Regions from separate parts of the Mus musculus genome. Here all the other regions are linked to region 2. Evidence: chromatin contacts called from public HiChIP or PLAC-seq and Micro-C data. All regions are on one chromosome and are shown on one strand. The core of a region is the stretch at or near the end of the contact, and the rest is flanking DNA. Distances in the headings are between cores, read along the strand shown. Region 1 holds the start of Elavl3 (ELAV like RNA binding protein 3). Region 2 holds the start of Kank2 (KN motif and ankyrin repeat domains 2). Region 3 overlaps Smarca4 (SWI/SNF related, matrix associated, actin dependent regulator of chromatin, subfamily a, member 4). Region 4 holds the start of Rgl3 (ral guanine nucleotide dissociation stimulator-like 3). Region 5 holds the start of Carm1 (coactivator-associated arginine methyltransferase 1).

Region 1 (3,084 bases), core at 176-2,675, 250 kb before region 2:
AATCATTTCCCTCGCCACCACTTTTCCTTTCTTTCTTTTTTCTGTTGCTGTTCTTCTTTGTTTTTTGTTCATTTTGCTACAAGGTCTATGTAGCCTAGGCTGGCCTGGAATTCACTACATAACTGACCCTGACTTTAAGATTCTGACCCTTTTGCCTCAGCACCCCCAGTGTTGTGATTCCAGGCTTGTTTATGTGGTGCTAGGGATCGGATCTGGGGTTTCATGGGCTAGTAACTGAACCAATCCTCAACCCATTTTTTTTTAATTTATTACTATTAGTGTGTGTGCATGTGCGTGTGTGTGTGTGTGTGTGTGTGTGTGTGTGTGTGTGTGTGTGTACCATGTAGAGTTGATTCTCTCTTTCTTTCTTTACATGGGTTCAGGGGATCACACTTCAGGTCGCTACCTAGCATGGTGGCAAATATCTTTCATTCCAACACCTGGGAGAGGCAGATGGATACCTGAGCTGGAGGCCACTCTGACCTATCAAGGACGTTCCAGGACAGTCAGTGCTACACCGAGGAACCCTGTCTCAAAAAACAAACAAACAAACATCAGATTTCCAGGCCTGTATGGCAAGAACCTTTTCTTGCTGAGCTATCTTTCCAGCTTCCTGCAGCCTTCTGTTTTGTTTTATTTTATTTTATTTATTTTTGAGAACCGGTCTTATGTAACCCAGGCTGGCTTTGAACTCTTGATCACTCTGACTATCTTCTAAAGTTAGCCTTACATCGTGCTCACCTTACTTTTGTTTTATGTTTGGTTGGTTGGTTGGTTTGGTTTGGGTTTTTTTGTTGTTGTTGTTGTTTGTTTGTTTAGATTTTCTTTTCTTTGTTCTTTAATTAAAAAAAAAAAAACCCAGGGTCTCCTAAGCAGCACGCAACAGCCTGAAGTTTGCTATGTAGCCCAGATCAGCATAAAGTGCTGTGTAGCCCATGCTAGACTCAAACTACCTTCCTGGCTCACCACACCTAGTATTCTAATATCACCAGAGGCCATGTGGAAACAAAAACTGTTCACTTCGGATCTAGCAGAACGGGTCTGGGTCTGAGTGTTTGCCCTTTCCCAGCCCTCCCAGACATCACCCATGCACCCCTGGTTGTGTTTGGGTCACCAAAGGCTGTTTTTTACCCCTTCAGAGTTAGATGCTGGACTGAAGAGGGGAACCCAATTTGTCGGCAAAGCTAAAGTAATACTCGAGAGTGGTGTCAAGACTAGAGTCAGAGTCCGCAGGCAAGAAAGAGCCAAGATCTGATGCCTCATCCTATTCTCTTTTGGCACGCAGAGTCTAGGCCCGCACTCGCTTCCACCTGCCGCGCCGTCGGGAGCCGGGAGGAGGCGGAGACCCACCGTCTCAGCCAATGAGCGACGCCGGCGCTGGCAGCTGCCTCTATAAAGGGCTGGGGGCGGCGGCAGTGCGACCCAGAGCGCGGAGCGCGCAGCGCGGGCCGGTGGGAGGGAGGGAGGGCGGGCGAGAGGAGAGGACCCATCACCCGGCACGGGACAGGCCGAACTGAGGGCCCGCCGCAGAAGGCAGAGCTGCCGAGATCTCAGTCACAGAAAGAGCGACTTCTTCAGGCCCGGCGGGGCCGCGCTCCGGGCACCCTCCACTGCGTGCCCGCTCCCTCCATCCACCTGCCGCTGGGGGTCTGGCCGTCGAAGCGCGCATCCCCAGGCTCGGGTCAGTTCCCGGCCTTCGAAGGCGCCGCCGCCTCCATCTCCTCCTCTGCAGCGGCCGCAGACGCAGACGCCCGGGCGGGACCCCGGCGTGAGCACCAGGCGCCCCCCTAGGAGTGCACGACCCCCGGAGCCGCCCTCGATACGGACCGCGCCCGCCGGGCACACAAGAATGGTCACTGTAGGTACTCCCTTGTCGCCGCGAGACGAACACGGGAGGGAGGGGCGGAGGCTGGCTCCACGGAAACGCGGGGAGTGGGGGGGTAGGACCAGGCCTAGCTAGGCCTAGGGGAGGGGGGGGGGTAGTACCGCGCCTCGGGCCTGAGAGTGGCCAGAGCTGCATCCGGAGTTTTGGGGAGTGGAGCCTGGTTCGAGAGGCTTTGGAAAGCCAGGCTGTGTACAGGGTGCCCTCAGCCACCCGGTGGTCCTTGTGGCTCCTCACTGGAAGGCTGTGGGGGAGGGGCCGCGGCGGCGGAGGATGCTTCCAGCATCCCAGGCCCAGACCCGCAGGCCGCCCAGGAGGACAAGGGCCACGATCTCCCACTGTTGGTCCGGGTAATGCCACTCGGCCTTCTCTGAGAGCTTTTTGGGGGGGAGGGGAGATGGAGAGGCGGGTGGCGTCGGATCGCGCTGCTCTAAGCCCGAGCCGCACCCGAAAGGCGGGCATCTTCGTCCTCGAACCCCGTCGACCTTGCGGCAAGCGGGGAGGGGAAGAGGAGGGGGCGCCCTGAGGCCTCGCGGCGGCCGCCGTGATCCCTTTGTTTCTCCGCCGGGCCGTAGCCTCGCGCGGGGCCTTGGGGCTGCGGGGGGGGGGGTAGTGCGGGAGGGGGGCTCCCCGTTCCCCGGCCGCTGCCTCCGGGTGAGGGCGTCCGGGGCTGCAGCAGTACTCCATAGGGCCTGCTGCACGCGCCCTCCCCGGTCAGGGCTCCGGGCCGCAGGGTGACCTTGAACGCGCCCGCAAATCGGGCCGCCTGGCCGGCGCACGGTTGCTTTCAGCAGCCTCGGAGCTGGTCAGCTCCCGAACTCACGGCCCCGCCCGACATGCCACGCCCTGTCGTGCCACGCCCATCCAGGCCCCGCCCCTAGGCCCCCTGGACCTGGCCTCAAGCGAGCCCTAGGACCTCCACCCCGCAGCCCGGGCGTGTCCCGGGGCGGGGCTGGCCAGTGCTCACCGCACCCTGGCTCCACCCCCGCCTCCCTGAGCGACTAGCTCCCCGCGCCGCCAAGCGTCCTTTGTCTGGTCCCCGCGCCCAGCCTACCTTTTCCGCTCTTTGGAGATCTCTTCCTGTGTGTCTCTGAACACCAAGTGTTGTTCCCGGCCTCCTTTTCGAGTCGTGGTGTGCACGGTGGGGGTCGGGAAGCTCAGTAGTCCATCTTGAGTCTCCTCTCTCCTGGGCCCTGGCACTA
Region 2 (2,700 bases), core at 172-2,671:
TTTACTTTGCTTCCCAGCCTGGCCTTGAACTCACAAAGACCCATCCACCTCAGCCTCAGCCTTTTCTACTAAGTGCTGGGATTAAATGGTTTATCATTTTTAATTGTATTTTTTTCTCCTCTTTCTCTCTTTCTGTCTGTCTGTATGTTTGTGGGTGCATGGGTGCCATGACACACATGTGGAGTCAGAGGACAGTTTGCAGAACTCAGTTCTCCCCTTCCACTGTATAGATCGCAGGCATTGAGCTTTCAGGCTTGCAGCAGGCACCTTCGTCTTGACATCTGACGAGCCTCCCCTTGGTCATCCACTTATTTTTTGAGACAGGTCTCATTGAACCTGGAGTTCATAGATGCAGCTAGGTTCACTGGCTGGTAAGCCCCAGCCATAGAGATCTGCCCAGCCCCCAGAATTCGGCTTACAGGTAAACTTGTGGGCCCAACTCTTATGTAGATGCTGGAGTTCGAACTCAGATCCTAGTTCACACCGGCAGGCAGTTTACCCACTGAGACATCCACCTGTCACGTGTGCTAAGCAGAGGCTTCCAGGAAGCTATATTTTTCCTCTTTCCTCCCCTTCCCTTCCTCTCTCTTTCTTTCTTTCTTCCTTTCTTTCTTTCCTGTTGTTTTGTCTTTAGTTTGTTTATTTTGAGACAGTCTCTCCTGGCTCAGAATTACTGGAGTAGAAGGTGACCTCTCTAGTACTTGATCGCCCTGGCTCCACATCTTTCATGTGCTGGGACTACAGGTGTGCAGTCCCGCTGTGAGAGTGGCTTCAGAAAGTCCAGTGCAAACAGAAGTTCATCTCTGGACTAGGGTGTAGTTTAGAGGCAGAGTGATTAGCATTCAGAGTCCTGGGGTCCATCCCCAACCTCACAAAATCAATAAACCACGCCCTGTGATTTGTGTCAGCCCAAGAGTAGTATGAAGGGAATTTTCTGAACACACTTAACAGATGGGTCATGTGATTGACCCCATTTTGCTGATGGGGAAACTGAGGCACAACTTCAATTTCAGGAGATTGGGGTGTGGGTGCTGCAATCTTAGAGTTTGGGTCGGCGGTCACGCCATGGTGCACCCGGCCTGCAGCTGGAAGACTTCCAGCTGCTGGCGGCCAACGGGGGAGGGGTGACCTCCAGTCGCCGCTACCGCACCCGCCCTCGAGCTGGGCTGCGGCCAGCTCCGCCCCCTGCAGCGTCCAGCTGCGAAGGGCGGGCACCAGGCTTGGAGAAGCGGGGACCCTGTCCGGAGGGCTGGTGGCCAGGAGCCGACTGAGACCCTAGGACGTGCTCAGGCCGCAGCGAGAGCGCGTGCACCCCCACGACCACCCTTCAACTTCGCCCCCAGGCCCCGCGGCCGAGGCGCCCGGGAGACTGGAGGGGCGTGGCTTTCTGGTGGGGGCGTGGCTACCGCGCTGGCTCCGCAAGCTTGCGGCGACTGAGGCGGAGCGGGCAGGACGCCTGGGACGGCGGAGGCTCGAGCGTGCCAGGCGAGTGGGACGGAGGGCTGATCGGGGTGGCGTGGGGTCCGGGCTACTCTAGGGGCACTATCAGGATTTCTAACCCACCTCCAACCCGAGGCTACAAGCTCGCACACTCTCTCTTAGCTGGTCCCTCTCAAGTCTTAACATCTGCGCCCAAACTTTGCAAACCGGAGCGTCTGGGTCCCCGCGCTCCTCTCCCCTCCCCAGCCCTGACCTGGGCCCTGCTTCCCTTGCCCCTAGCCCACCTCTATGCCTTTATCATTCCCTGCCTCTCTTCCTCTGCTCCGCCACTCTCGTCTAGCTCTGTCCCCTAACCTTCCCAGGTCCCCGCTCTCGCAGCTCCGGGTGGCCGGACCAGGCCCCTCAGCGGCGGGAAGGCATCCGGGCGTCCGGCCGGGCTGGGCCTGGCTGCTGGGCGGGTGTGGGGATCAGCAGATGTTTGCCATTAGACTGGGACCCCGCAGGCCCCGCCCCCTCCCCGCCCGGGGCGGGGTCCTCCTCACCCCCAACTTTAGGGGCGGAGGGAGCGCGGCAGGAAAACCCCCAGATCCCAGATTCACCCAGGCTGGTGGTGGGGGGGGGTGCACTCTGGGGAGACCCTGTGGCCCTTTCCTGGAAACTCCCACCTGTTGATTCTTCCAGCCTCCTTCCGCCTCTCTCATCCCGGGATCTTGTGGAGAGAGGGGCCTCCTCCGACTCCCGCCACGGAGTTACCAGCCTGAGGTTAGATAACGAGACCCGTAGACCTCCATCGCTCCATCTGGAGAGTAAGATGTATAGGGTCTAGGGGTGCTTTGGGCGAATCTGCCCCGTTTTAGGTTCAAGTCAGAGATCTGCCTGCCTCCGCCTCCCAAGTGCTGGGATTAAAGGCATGTGAGGCTACACTCAGCTTGCAAGATCTTTTTCCAAAAACATAAGCATGGCTGGGGATGGAGAACGTGGGCCTAGCATGTATGAAACCGGGGGTTCCACCCCAGAATGTATGGTGTGGTGTGGTGTAGCCAGCCACGCCAGCACTTATGAGGTGCAGGCTGGAGGATCAGGATTTCAGGGTCATCCCCAGCCACATAGTGAGTTTGAGGCCAGCCTGGGCTACAGGAAACTGCCTTAAATAACCAAACAAAACGGTGTGGTAATTATTCATTATTCATTCCACCTCAGTGCCCCTAGCCCAGGCTACCCCAATTCTGCTCCCTACTTCTGTGTCTCTCTTAAGTCCTC
Region 3 (2,844 bases), core at 161-2,660, 150 kb after region 2:
AACTAGGAGGTAAGTCAAAAGTAGCAGTACCCACAGTGAGGAAAACAAGAGTTCCTAGAATGAACTCAGGAATGCTGTCCCTTAGACATCTGCCACTGTGCTGGTTAGCTTGGGACACCTGACAACAACTAGAGTCGTGGTGGGAAAAGATATCAACTGGGGGATATAAGACTGGCCTGTGGCCATGTCTGTGGGGTGGTTTTCTTGATTACTGATTGATGTGGGAAGGCTCAGCCACTGGTCATGACACCGAGGACAGGTGGCATTTGGTGGCTCTGAACATGAGCCTGGAAGCAAGCCAGTAAACAGGAATCTTCTGTGGTCTTGCTTCAGCCCTCCTGAGCTCCCACCCTTAATTTCCTCAGTGATGGGTTGTGGTCTGGGAGTTGGAAGATCAAATAAACCCTTTCCTCCCCAACTTGCTTTAGATCCTGGTGTTTACTGCAGCAACAAAGAATCCTATGACAGCTATAGTCCTGGACGGGGAGGCGTCATAATCCTTCGAAAGAGCTAACTGGGAGATCTCTGAGTTTGAGGACAGTCTGGTCTAAATACCCAGTTTTAAGCCAGCCAGGGCTACATAGAGAGATCCTATCTAAAACAAAAAACAACCAAAGAGCTAAATATATAAGTAAAAAAAAAGGAACTCAGCTGTTCCTGCCTCTCCACATCTGTCAGAGCTATTCCAAGCAGGAGTATCTATAGTGTGTACAGAGCCATTGAGGAGCTGGGCGTCTGCTCAAGTCAATGAACAAGGAACCACAAAGCACAACCAGATTATCTATCCACTTCCTACTCTGACAAAAACGAAAATAATTCACAGACAAGGTGGACACACAGCAAGAAGGATAAATATCAAGACAACTTTGGGTGGATTCTACTAAAAAAATAGACAGATAATCTACAAGGCAAAAGAGACAAACTAAACTATCAGGTAACAAAGGATGTGGTAATAGGTGGCTGAAATCTCATCTGGAACAATCGGCCAACAAGGAAGCTGCAAAAATTCCTTAGTAGGTAAGAACATATACTCCGGCCCTTGCAGAAACACCAAGTCCGCTTCCCAGCCCCCATGCCAAGCAGCTCACAAGGGCCCATAGCCTCAGCTCCAGGGGATGAGCTATCCGCTGTTGGCTTCTGCAGGCACCTGCACTCATGCCTGAAGAGAGACAACCAAGCATACAGAGAAACAAAACAAACCACTATGGTTAGAATCACATGTTCAAACTGCCGAAAGAGGAGAGGGGAACAATCAACCAAGACTGACACATTCAACTAAACTGCTCTCCCAAAATACAAAAGTACCCTAGAAAAAGAGACTGAAGAGCACCTGTTGCGGGCAGACAGACACTGTGAAATTTTTCTAAGAAGGCTGGGGTGTGGTTCAGCGGTAGAGCACCTGCCTGTCTGTATAAAGACCTAGGGCCAATCCCCAGCAAAACTGTGAAAAAGAACCAACCAACCAACCAACCAACCATTACCACACAACACACAAAACCAAAGACATGCTACTGGATAATTTAAATCCCTGGAGGGAAACATCACCTGAAGAGACTACAGTGATGGCTCTAAGGCTAAGAGTGCCTACTACACACTCATGAGAGCTAGTCACGGCAAAAACCTGCAACTCCAGGAATCTGATACCCTCTTCAGGACTCTGCATGCACATACATGCATACATTCAGACACACAATAAAACACATTCTTGGAGAACCCCACAAGAGCATCAGAAATGGCACATATGCCCATGAATGTAAACTGCTATGAAAACACTTTCACTTACTACTTCTATACGAACATCTTCCAAAGGGTTCAGAGTGAATAATGCTTTAATTTCAAGAATACTGTGCTCAATCTCAGCACTCAGGAAGTTGAGGCAGGAGGATCATGGGTTCATAATCACTGGGAGTGTCATATTCCCTGTGGCTGAACCATTAGGTCCCTATCTCAAAAATCCAACTTAGCTGGCAATGGTGGTATACATCTTTAATCCTAGCACTTAAGAGACAGAGGCAGATAGATCTGAGTTCAAGACATGATCTACAGAGTGAGAACAGCTAGGGCTACAGAGAGAAACCCTGTCTTGAAAAACAAACAAGCAAACAAAACCAACTTAAAATTATGAAATGGAGTAAGATGCCTACTGTATCTGTATGATTACAAAGAAATTATTAAATAAATACACAGCTCCAACAAACATTTACAGAAAAGGTTACAGTAAACTTAAAAACAAAACCCAGCACACCAAACCAAACACAACAAAAATCATTTTAATAAAAAAGGCTGTACATGGGAAAGGAAAGGGGAGGGGAGGGGAGGGGAGAGGAGGGGAGGGGAGAGAGAGAAAGAAAAAGAGAAAGAGAAAGAGAAAGAGAAAGAAAGAGAAAAGAGAAAAGAAGGGGGGAGGATAAAGCCACACTTCTGGTTGGAGAATCACCATGTGGTCAAGGCAGCCTGGAAAACAGAGCAAAACCGCCTCAAATGCTCACCTCTGTATATATTCATGCACAGAGAAAAGAAGGAAAATTCAGAAAGAAAACAAATTAATAACCAAAAGCACAGTGGTATTGCAAATGCTACATTATCCTATAGCCCGAGTATGATTTCTGGAGCCTACAGTAAGAGATCTAGATCTGACTCCTGGGAGAAGTTCTCCCATCTCCACATGCACATAGCATACAGGCCTAGTCTCACTCATAGGCATCATATACATGATAACAGATTTTAGAAGAAGTTTTAAAGAGTATTTTATATTTCAGATCAATTGACAACAAAATTAATTAAAATATTAGGATTCTGGGTTTGGATTCCCTTTGTGTGTCATGTATATGTGTGCATACTTTT
Region 4 (3,114 bases), core at 320-2,819, 190 kb before region 2:
GTGAATCGTGTCCCCACCTAGGTGCACGGTATCTCTCAGCTAACTTGGCCCGTCCCCACCACAGGATGATACGGTATTGGCAGGAAAGAAGTTAGACCGGGACTCAGAGGACTACGCTTACAATCTGCTGGTAGTTGTCCAGGAAAAGCTGCTGAAACTGCAGGACCAACTGGAGAGCCAGGACGTGCCTGAGTTGCTGCGACACATAGCAGACCGAGAGGTTCACACACATCCTCCGCGGCCAGTGGGGACCAAGGCAGGGGGTGGGGGTGGGGGTGGGGGAGGGAGGGTCGAAAATCAGAGAGCAGACTGACATAGGAAACAGGTGCTGAATGGGCGTGAGCTTCATAACCAGAGTAGCGAAGCCTGGACTGGGTGGATCTCAGGTGGCAGGGCCTCCGAAACCAGGCAGCGAAGGGTGGGCAGTGATCTCCACCTAGAATCCGGTAGAAACTCAATGTAAGGTGCACGGAGGTGGAACAGAGCCTCACTGCCATCCCACATCTCTCTCCGGCCTCCCCCTACCCCCCCCCCCCGCAGTTCCTGGCCACGCTAGAAGGAAAGCTGCCCCTATACAACACCCGCATCCTTCTGCCCGTCGCCAGTGTCAAGGACAAGTTCTTTGGTCAGTGTGGGCCAAAGGGGGATGAATGGGAGGGGCGCGAGGTGGCCTTAAGTCAAGGCCAAGGAGGAGGTGCATGGTGTGGCGAAGGCTGGGAAGGGAAAAAGAAACGGTCCCTCACCCTCCCCATCACCCACCCCTGCCTCTCTCTGTAGATGAAGAGGAGAGTGAGGATGATGACCGTGATGTGGTGACCCGCGCTGCCTTCAAGCTCCGTTCCCAGAAGTTAATCGAAGCCCGCAGCAAGAAGCGCAATAGGTTGCGCAGATCTTAGACTCGCAGTCAAGTCCTATCGGATGCCTCCGGGACTCTAGGGAGCCCTCCGACCCTCTGGGTCCACCTACGGGTGGTGTGTGTCTGGGAGCCCCGGAGGCTCCTTCAAGGGCTTGGAGGAAGCTCAAGCAGGGAGCACCGCAGGCCAGCAGCGCCCGGAGGAGAGAAAAGGCCGAGCCAGAAGTTCCCACAGTAAATCTCTCGAGGCGGGTTGGTGCCCGCCTCGGAATCGCGCAATAAAGGTCACTGAACAACCCCCTGGGTATTCACCTCTTTTTGACCCTGCACCGCCCCCAAAAGGCTGCCCCCACAAAATGCAGGGCCACAGACACTTCGCGGCTTCTAGCCTGAGATGGCATGGCTTCCATCACCTATGGTACAGATTCAGTGTGCCCTCCTTCTCCTCCAGACATAGGAGACACCCTCGACACCTGGGATTGATCAACCCCAACCTAGTATAAAGCACTTCCCTCCCAGGGACACAGACCTGTTGTCGTGTCCCCTGCACCCATATGTCTGAGTGACAGATTGACCCGCACTTCTGGGAAGGAACGGGACTTCTAGGCTAGCCTGGGTGCGGGGATGGGGTCCGGCTGGGGACCTCTGGAATTGTGGGACCGCCTTGCCCAGCCCCGCCCCACGACTGGACGCTCGGCTGCCCCGCCCCACTGCCCGCTGGCCCTTCCGCTTCACTCAGCGGCGCCAGGGAGCAGGACGGGCACCGGGGCCATGGAGAGGACAGCGGGCAAAGAGCTGGCCCTGGTAAGAGGAAGCTGGGGATCCTCGGACCCCACGTCCCTAGTGTACCCCCAGATTCAGAAACTCCAGGCGACCGCCCCTCGTTTTCTAATCTTTCTGCAAAATGGATGTGCCTTGGAGTCCCCATTTGGGGATTCAGAGTTCCTGACCCCGTGAAGCGGCTAGTTTGGGGGATGGGGACGGGGGTCTGAGGAATCTCAGGAGGAGGTGACAGATTCTTTGTGACATTGGACTCTGGGATATCCCCAAATGATACTCCATCCACTCAAGACCTGGGAGAAGGGTATCCGTGGCGAAGACCTGGGATCCCACCCCGAGTCTTGAATACTCTGTTCGGGAAAGTGGGCCAAACATAAAGGCAGGGGGCTGAAGCCGGAGGGACTTCCCTGAGCCCGCCTCCACATCCAGGCGCCGCTGCAGGACTGGGGCGAGGAGACCGAGGATGGCGCCGTGTACAGCGTCTCCCTGCGGCGGCAGCGCAGCCAGCGCTCGACCCCAGAGAGGTCTGGAGAAGGCCAGGTGAGGAAGGGACTGAGGCGAGCAAGTGAGGGCGGACTCAGCTCAGGGGCCTGGGAGTTGGGAGGAGAGGGGGAAGCTGGAGAGCTGAGGGTGAGCCTCCCTAGAACTACGGGGCCAGGAGGAAGGGCGGAGCTAAGAGGCGACCAGGTGTGTGGAAAGGGCCTGGGGGCGGCCAGGTGACTTGGTTTGAATCCAGGAAACGGGGTGGGGCCAGGTGATAGCGCTCCCCCCAAAGGCGAAACTGACCGGCAGGGTGCAGGAAAGCAGAACGGAGGAGCGGCCAGGTGGTGATGGGTGGGACTCAGGCTTGGCCAGTGAAGCTTGGCTGCAAAACTGCCTGAAGCCTGGGGTGGCGGGGTGAGGAGGGCACAGAGGGAAGTGCTAGAGTAGTGGGGTGTCCTGCGGGGTTGATGTGAGCATTGCATGATTGGTGTATATTTAGGGAGTCTCGGAGTTTCAGAAAAGGACACAGTCACACCCCCCCAAAAAAAGTGCCAGAGATGGGTATAATTGGAAACAAGGTGCTTGGAACGCTCCTCACCTTATTTCATTCACTGCCCCACTCCCCCGCAGACCCCCATCCCGGCTACCGACACCTTCCTTCATTACCGAACCAGCAAGGTGCGGGCGCTGAGGGCCGCCCGACTGGAGCGGCTGGTGCATGAGTTGGTGTCCGGAGACCGCGAGCAGGATCCTGGCTTCGTGCCTGCCTTCCTGGCCACCCACCGGGCCTTTGTACCCACAGCCCGCGTTTTGGGTTTTCTGCTACCCCCGCCACCGCCGCCGCCACCACCTCCTGCTGGGTCAGTCATTTTCAGGAGACCCGCATGTCCCCATCCCCAGAACCCCATCTACCTGCGCACACACACATACACCTCAAATTTAGAACCGAGGTCCTAACGCCCTATAGCTCTGTTCCCATCTGATAGAGGCTTTCTTCC
Region 5 (3,111 bases), core at 301-2,800, 250 kb after region 2:
CAGGTAAGCCCTGGTACCCTGGCTAGCCAAACACCACTGGCTTGCTTAGGGGTCTGTAGTCCTAAAGAGCTTCGTTCTTTAGTCTGTGAAATTCCCCTTTCTCTCGTGTGATCAAGGAGACCCCAGCTCTGCCCAAGCCCCCAAAGGTGCCCCACACTTGGGAACCAGACACTTCTTTCTCCTGTGTGTTTCAAAGTCAAGGCAAAGAGAGGAGAATCAGTCTGAACAGACTGCTACACACATTTCCCTTTCCAACAACACCCCATTACCAAGGAGTAGAAAAAAATTCCCACAGGTTAAAATCGATCCCATCTTCCTTGGTGGCCCCTTAAGAGCATCAGTGAACGAAATCCTGGGAGACAAAGACCAGTGAAACACAAGAGCAAATCCATCTGAGGAATCCGTCAGAAGAAAGAGTAGCAAGAGCAAGGAAGAATGAAAGGTGGAACTACAAAGCTGGGGGGGGGGGTGCACTTCGAAAACACACTAGTGATCCCCCCCCTTGTTTTCCCCACTGAAATGTCAGTTTTTGAAGCAGCTTCTGATAATGTCACCAGCTTCTCACGTTCTTAAAAAAGACAGGAGGCGCGTGGCGAGGGAGGTGGCTTGTTACCTCTTGACTTCTAAAGCCGGCCATCAGCCAGCCGGCCTTCCCCTCTTCCACGTTTCCATGGGGGATGGGCTTGGGAATCTCTATCAGGAAGGGCTCTGTCCTAAGTCCCAAAGTTTACCCACCCTGGTGGGTGTGTGGGTGGGGGATCCCGAATCCCAAGTCCTCCACAAGGGCGGCACCCAGTCTTCCCGGTGTTACACACTGAAAACCACTTTTCAAATGTCCGTGTGTGAGGAGGATGTCCCCTGAGATGAGATCCACAAACCACACCCGCTCAAGAGCCCTCCCAATCACTCCCTCTCTCCAGTCCCCTCTACAATCCCCCCAGAATCCTCGGGGCCCCACTTCCTGCCACGCGCCCCCCTACCCCACCCGCTGCAAATCTCAGGCCCGCGACTCTTATTTCCCGCGCCCCTCTTCGGGCTCCAAGGTCCCCACGCACACCCTCTCTGCTATCTCGCCCGCGGGCAGCAGGAGCCGCGTGTACAAGCTCGGCCCGAGTCCCCCCCCCCCCCCAACCCTCCGCCGCCTGCCCCCTCCCCGGGCGCCCGCGCCGCCGGCCTCGTGCGCCGCCGTCCCCAGGGTGTCCCCAGCACTCACGGCTGTAGAGGGCGATGCCCGCCGCGTCTGGTCCGGCGCGCACCTCAAGGCGCAGCGCCTGCTGCTCCGCGTGCCGCTGGATCTCGCCGTTCGCGTCGCCGATAGTGAGGAGGCGGGCGCCCGGGAACACAGACACTGTAGCGCAGGGCCCCGCGCCGCCCGGGCCCGCCACCCCAGCGCTCCCCGCACCCGGCCCCACCGCCGTCGCTGCCGCCGCTGCCATCTTAGGTCCGGCTCCAGGCCCCGCTGCCACCACGGCCACCGCCACCGCCGCACCCGGGCCCAGGCCGCCGCCGCCGCCGCCGCCGCCGCTGCCGCCGCCGCGCAGGCCGAGGCCGAGGCCGAGGCTGGCAGCGCGCCGCCTGCCGGCCACGCGACGCCTCGCCGCCGCCGCCGCCGCCACGGGCCGGCTCGGTGGCGCAGCGCCCCCTCCTGGCGCCTGAGGGAGCCGGGCGAGCGCAAGCACGACGGGGGTGGGGCCGGCCCCACCCCGCGGGAACGGTCGCTGCTTTGTGAGGTGGCTGAGCCTCCCGGGCAGGCCGGGTGAAGGCGCCTACGTTGGGAGGCGGTGCCCCGCAGTATGACACGCCCCCAGGGATGCTAAGCCCCGCCCCGAGGCAGCGTTGTGCGAACCGAGGCGCTTTGTGCCACCGCGCACAGCTCTGGAGAGATGGGCAGGGCATGCGTCGGGAGGCGGTGCTTAGCCTTCCCGGCACGCCCCCGGAATGATCAGGCGGCCCCACCCCCCGCTCCGGGCCGGCGACCGGTGATCCACGGTGATCCACAGCCCTTTGTACCACAGGGCGTTTCAGGAGGCAATGCTTGGCCGCTCGGACACGCCTCTGGGGCCAGACCCACCCACAGGCCGGCAGCGAGCGAACCACCATGCTTTGTGCCACTGTGAGCATAGCTCAAGAAAAGTGGAGAGGCGTGAGTCGGAGAACTAAGAAGAAACGCCTCCTCCAGGGCTGAGCTCCGCCCCTAGGCTGGCGTGCTGCGTACTCCCCCAGTACTCTTGGGGGTGAGGCGTTTGTCAGAAGGAGGCGCTCAGCTACTTTATACACCCGGAGGAGGGCTGGCTCCGCCCCCAGGAGGGACGGTTACTAGCAGAATGCAGACGGTGCTCTGCATCTTTTTGTCAAGGGACGGTGTTCTGATCCACGAAACCCTCCCTCGGAGAGTTCGGGCCCCTCCGGGCCAGTGTCCTGCAAACAACCTCTCCTGAGCTTGAGGAAAGACAAGAACCGTTTCCAAACCCAGGTGATTCGGCCACGCCCCCAAGTTAAGGTTCCGCCCTGTACGTTCCCAGGTAAGCTCCGCCTTGATCCCGTCCCACTGGTAAGAAAAGGCCCTGTGATAGGTGTGCTCTGGTTTGCAGGCTCGCACCCAGCTGGGGCCCCTTCCCATGCTGCTCTGGGATAAAGGCTTTTCAAGCCGCGCTCCAGAGCTTGGCCTTCACAAAGAACTTCAAGGCAGTAACTTTAATTCTTTAGCTTCTCCACTAGGACCTCTCCTTTTCACTAGTTAACTCTCAGGTCCCCCAGTGAACTCACAGTGGCCAGTCACTTGTTCACTTTTGCTGGGCCTCTTAGAACTCTAATTTACGTACCCCCTCCTGGGCCTCCGCAAGACTCACAAAAGACTCAACCCTTTCCCAAGTCATCCCTCCCATCTAATGGTGCAAGCACACAATCTCAGGCAGCCAGGACCCACAAAGTGAAGAGTAAAAACGCACTCTGCTGGGCAGTGGTGGCACACACCTTTAATCCCGATGCTCAGGAGGCAGAGGCTGGCAGTCCTTGAGTTCCAGGCCAGCCTGGTCTACAGAGTGAGTTCTAGGACAGCCAGGACTACACTGAAAAACCCTATCTCAAAACAAACAGAAAACATCCCAAAGT

The links. Hi-C and Micro-C count contacts between places; a contact is called where the count stands out from the background. HiChIP or PLAC-seq counts read pairs in DNA pulled down with a chosen protein or histone mark.
Region 1: a Micro-C map of embryonic stem cells shows a contact between it and region 2, with 1.9 times the contacts expected there. The contact joins the promoter of Elavl3 here to the promoter of Kank2 in region 2. A contact is called at or near these places in 1 of 39 promoter capture datasets (stem cell-derived epiblast-like cells), 3 of 484 Hi-C or Micro-C datasets (the G1E-ER4 cell line and embryonic stem cells) and 4 of 115 datasets of contacts at active chromatin or transcription factors (embryonic midbrain and embryonic stem cells).
Region 3: a contact with region 2 is called in an H3K27ac HiChIP or PLAC-seq map of DN3 thymocytes, with 5 times the contacts expected there. The contact joins the enhancer-like site here to the promoter of Kank2 in region 2. A contact is called at or near these places in 8 of 39 promoter capture datasets (the 3T3-L1 cell line, the C10 cell line, embryonic stem cells and 4 more), 4 of 484 Hi-C or Micro-C datasets (bone marrow-derived macrophages, embryonic stem cells, group 2 innate lymphoid cells and 1 more), 16 of 115 datasets of contacts at active chromatin or transcription factors (the 230-238 cell line, DN3 thymocytes, the NIH/3T3 cell line and 10 more) and 4 of 9 other capture datasets (adipose tissue, liver, macrophages and 1 more).
Region 4: a contact with region 2 is called in an H3K27ac HiChIP or PLAC-seq map of microglia, with 4 times the contacts expected there. The contact joins the promoter of Rgl3 here to the promoter of Kank2 in region 2. A contact is called at or near these places in 2 of 115 datasets of contacts at active chromatin or transcription factors (bone marrow-derived macrophages and microglia) and 3 of 9 other capture datasets (adipose tissue, liver and pancreatic islet).
Region 5: an H3K4me3 HiChIP or PLAC-seq map of embryonic stem cells shows a contact between it and region 2, with 8 times the contacts expected there. The contact joins the promoter of Carm1 here to the promoter of Kank2 in region 2. A contact is called at or near these places in 3 of 39 promoter capture datasets (the C10 cell line, fetal liver and stem cell-derived epiblast-like cells), 1 of 15 datasets of contacts at CTCF or cohesin (large pre-B cells), 11 of 484 Hi-C or Micro-C datasets (the HL-1 cell line, brain, cardiomyocytes and 6 more), 11 of 115 datasets of contacts at active chromatin or transcription factors (the 230-238 cell line, the SCID.adh cell line, bone marrow-derived macrophages and 5 more) and 1 of 9 other capture datasets (adipose tissue).

What each region holds. Positions count from the first base shown.
Region 1 is chr9:22,050,364-22,053,447 of GRCm38.p6, reverse strand. Elavl3 (ELAV like RNA binding protein 3) reads left to right here and starts at 1,425. Exons shown (of 7, transcript NM_010487.2): 1 at 1,425-1,858. The coding sequence starts at 1,850.
Region 2 is chr9:21,797,267-21,799,966 of GRCm38.p6, reverse strand. It overlaps Kank2 (KN motif and ankyrin repeat domains 2), which reads left to right and starts at 1,421. Exons shown (of 12, transcript NM_145611.4): 1 at 1,421-1,485.
Region 3 is chr9:21,650,862-21,653,705 of GRCm38.p6, reverse strand. The region is part of intron 13 of Smarca4 (SWI/SNF related, matrix associated, actin dependent regulator of chromatin, subfamily a, member 4); the gene reads right to left. Among named protein-coding and RNA genes, the nearest start is that of Smarca4, 36 kb to the right of the region's middle. Within about 2 kb of position 1,410, at least 38 of the 459 cell types and tissues checked have an H3K27ac peak or open chromatin away from gene starts, as enhancers often do. A contact at or near this core is called in the 230-238 cell line, DN3 thymocytes, SST interneurons and 2 more, where this site is marked.
Region 4 is chr9:21,987,908-21,991,021 of GRCm38.p6, reverse strand. Rgl3 (ral guanine nucleotide dissociation stimulator-like 3) reads left to right here and starts at 1,569. Exons shown (of 19, transcript NM_023622.4): 1 at 1,569-1,657; 2 at 2,063-2,173; 3 at 2,747-2,976. The coding sequence starts at 1,625. Ccdc151 (coiled-coil domain containing 151) reads left to right here. Exons shown (of 13, transcript NM_029939.3): 11 at 65-220; 12 at 541-625; 13 at 778-1,151. The coding sequence ends at 896. Gm36414 (a long non-coding RNA gene) reads right to left here and starts at 1,526. Exons shown (of 2, transcript XR_379185.4): 1 at 1,383-1,526; 2 at 314-436.
Region 5 is chr9:21,545,333-21,548,443 of GRCm38.p6, reverse strand. It overlaps Carm1 (coactivator-associated arginine methyltransferase 1), which reads right to left and starts at 1,550. Exons shown (of 16, transcript NM_021531.6): 1 at 1,214-1,550. The coding sequence starts at 1,436. It also overlaps a transcript of AB124611 not described here.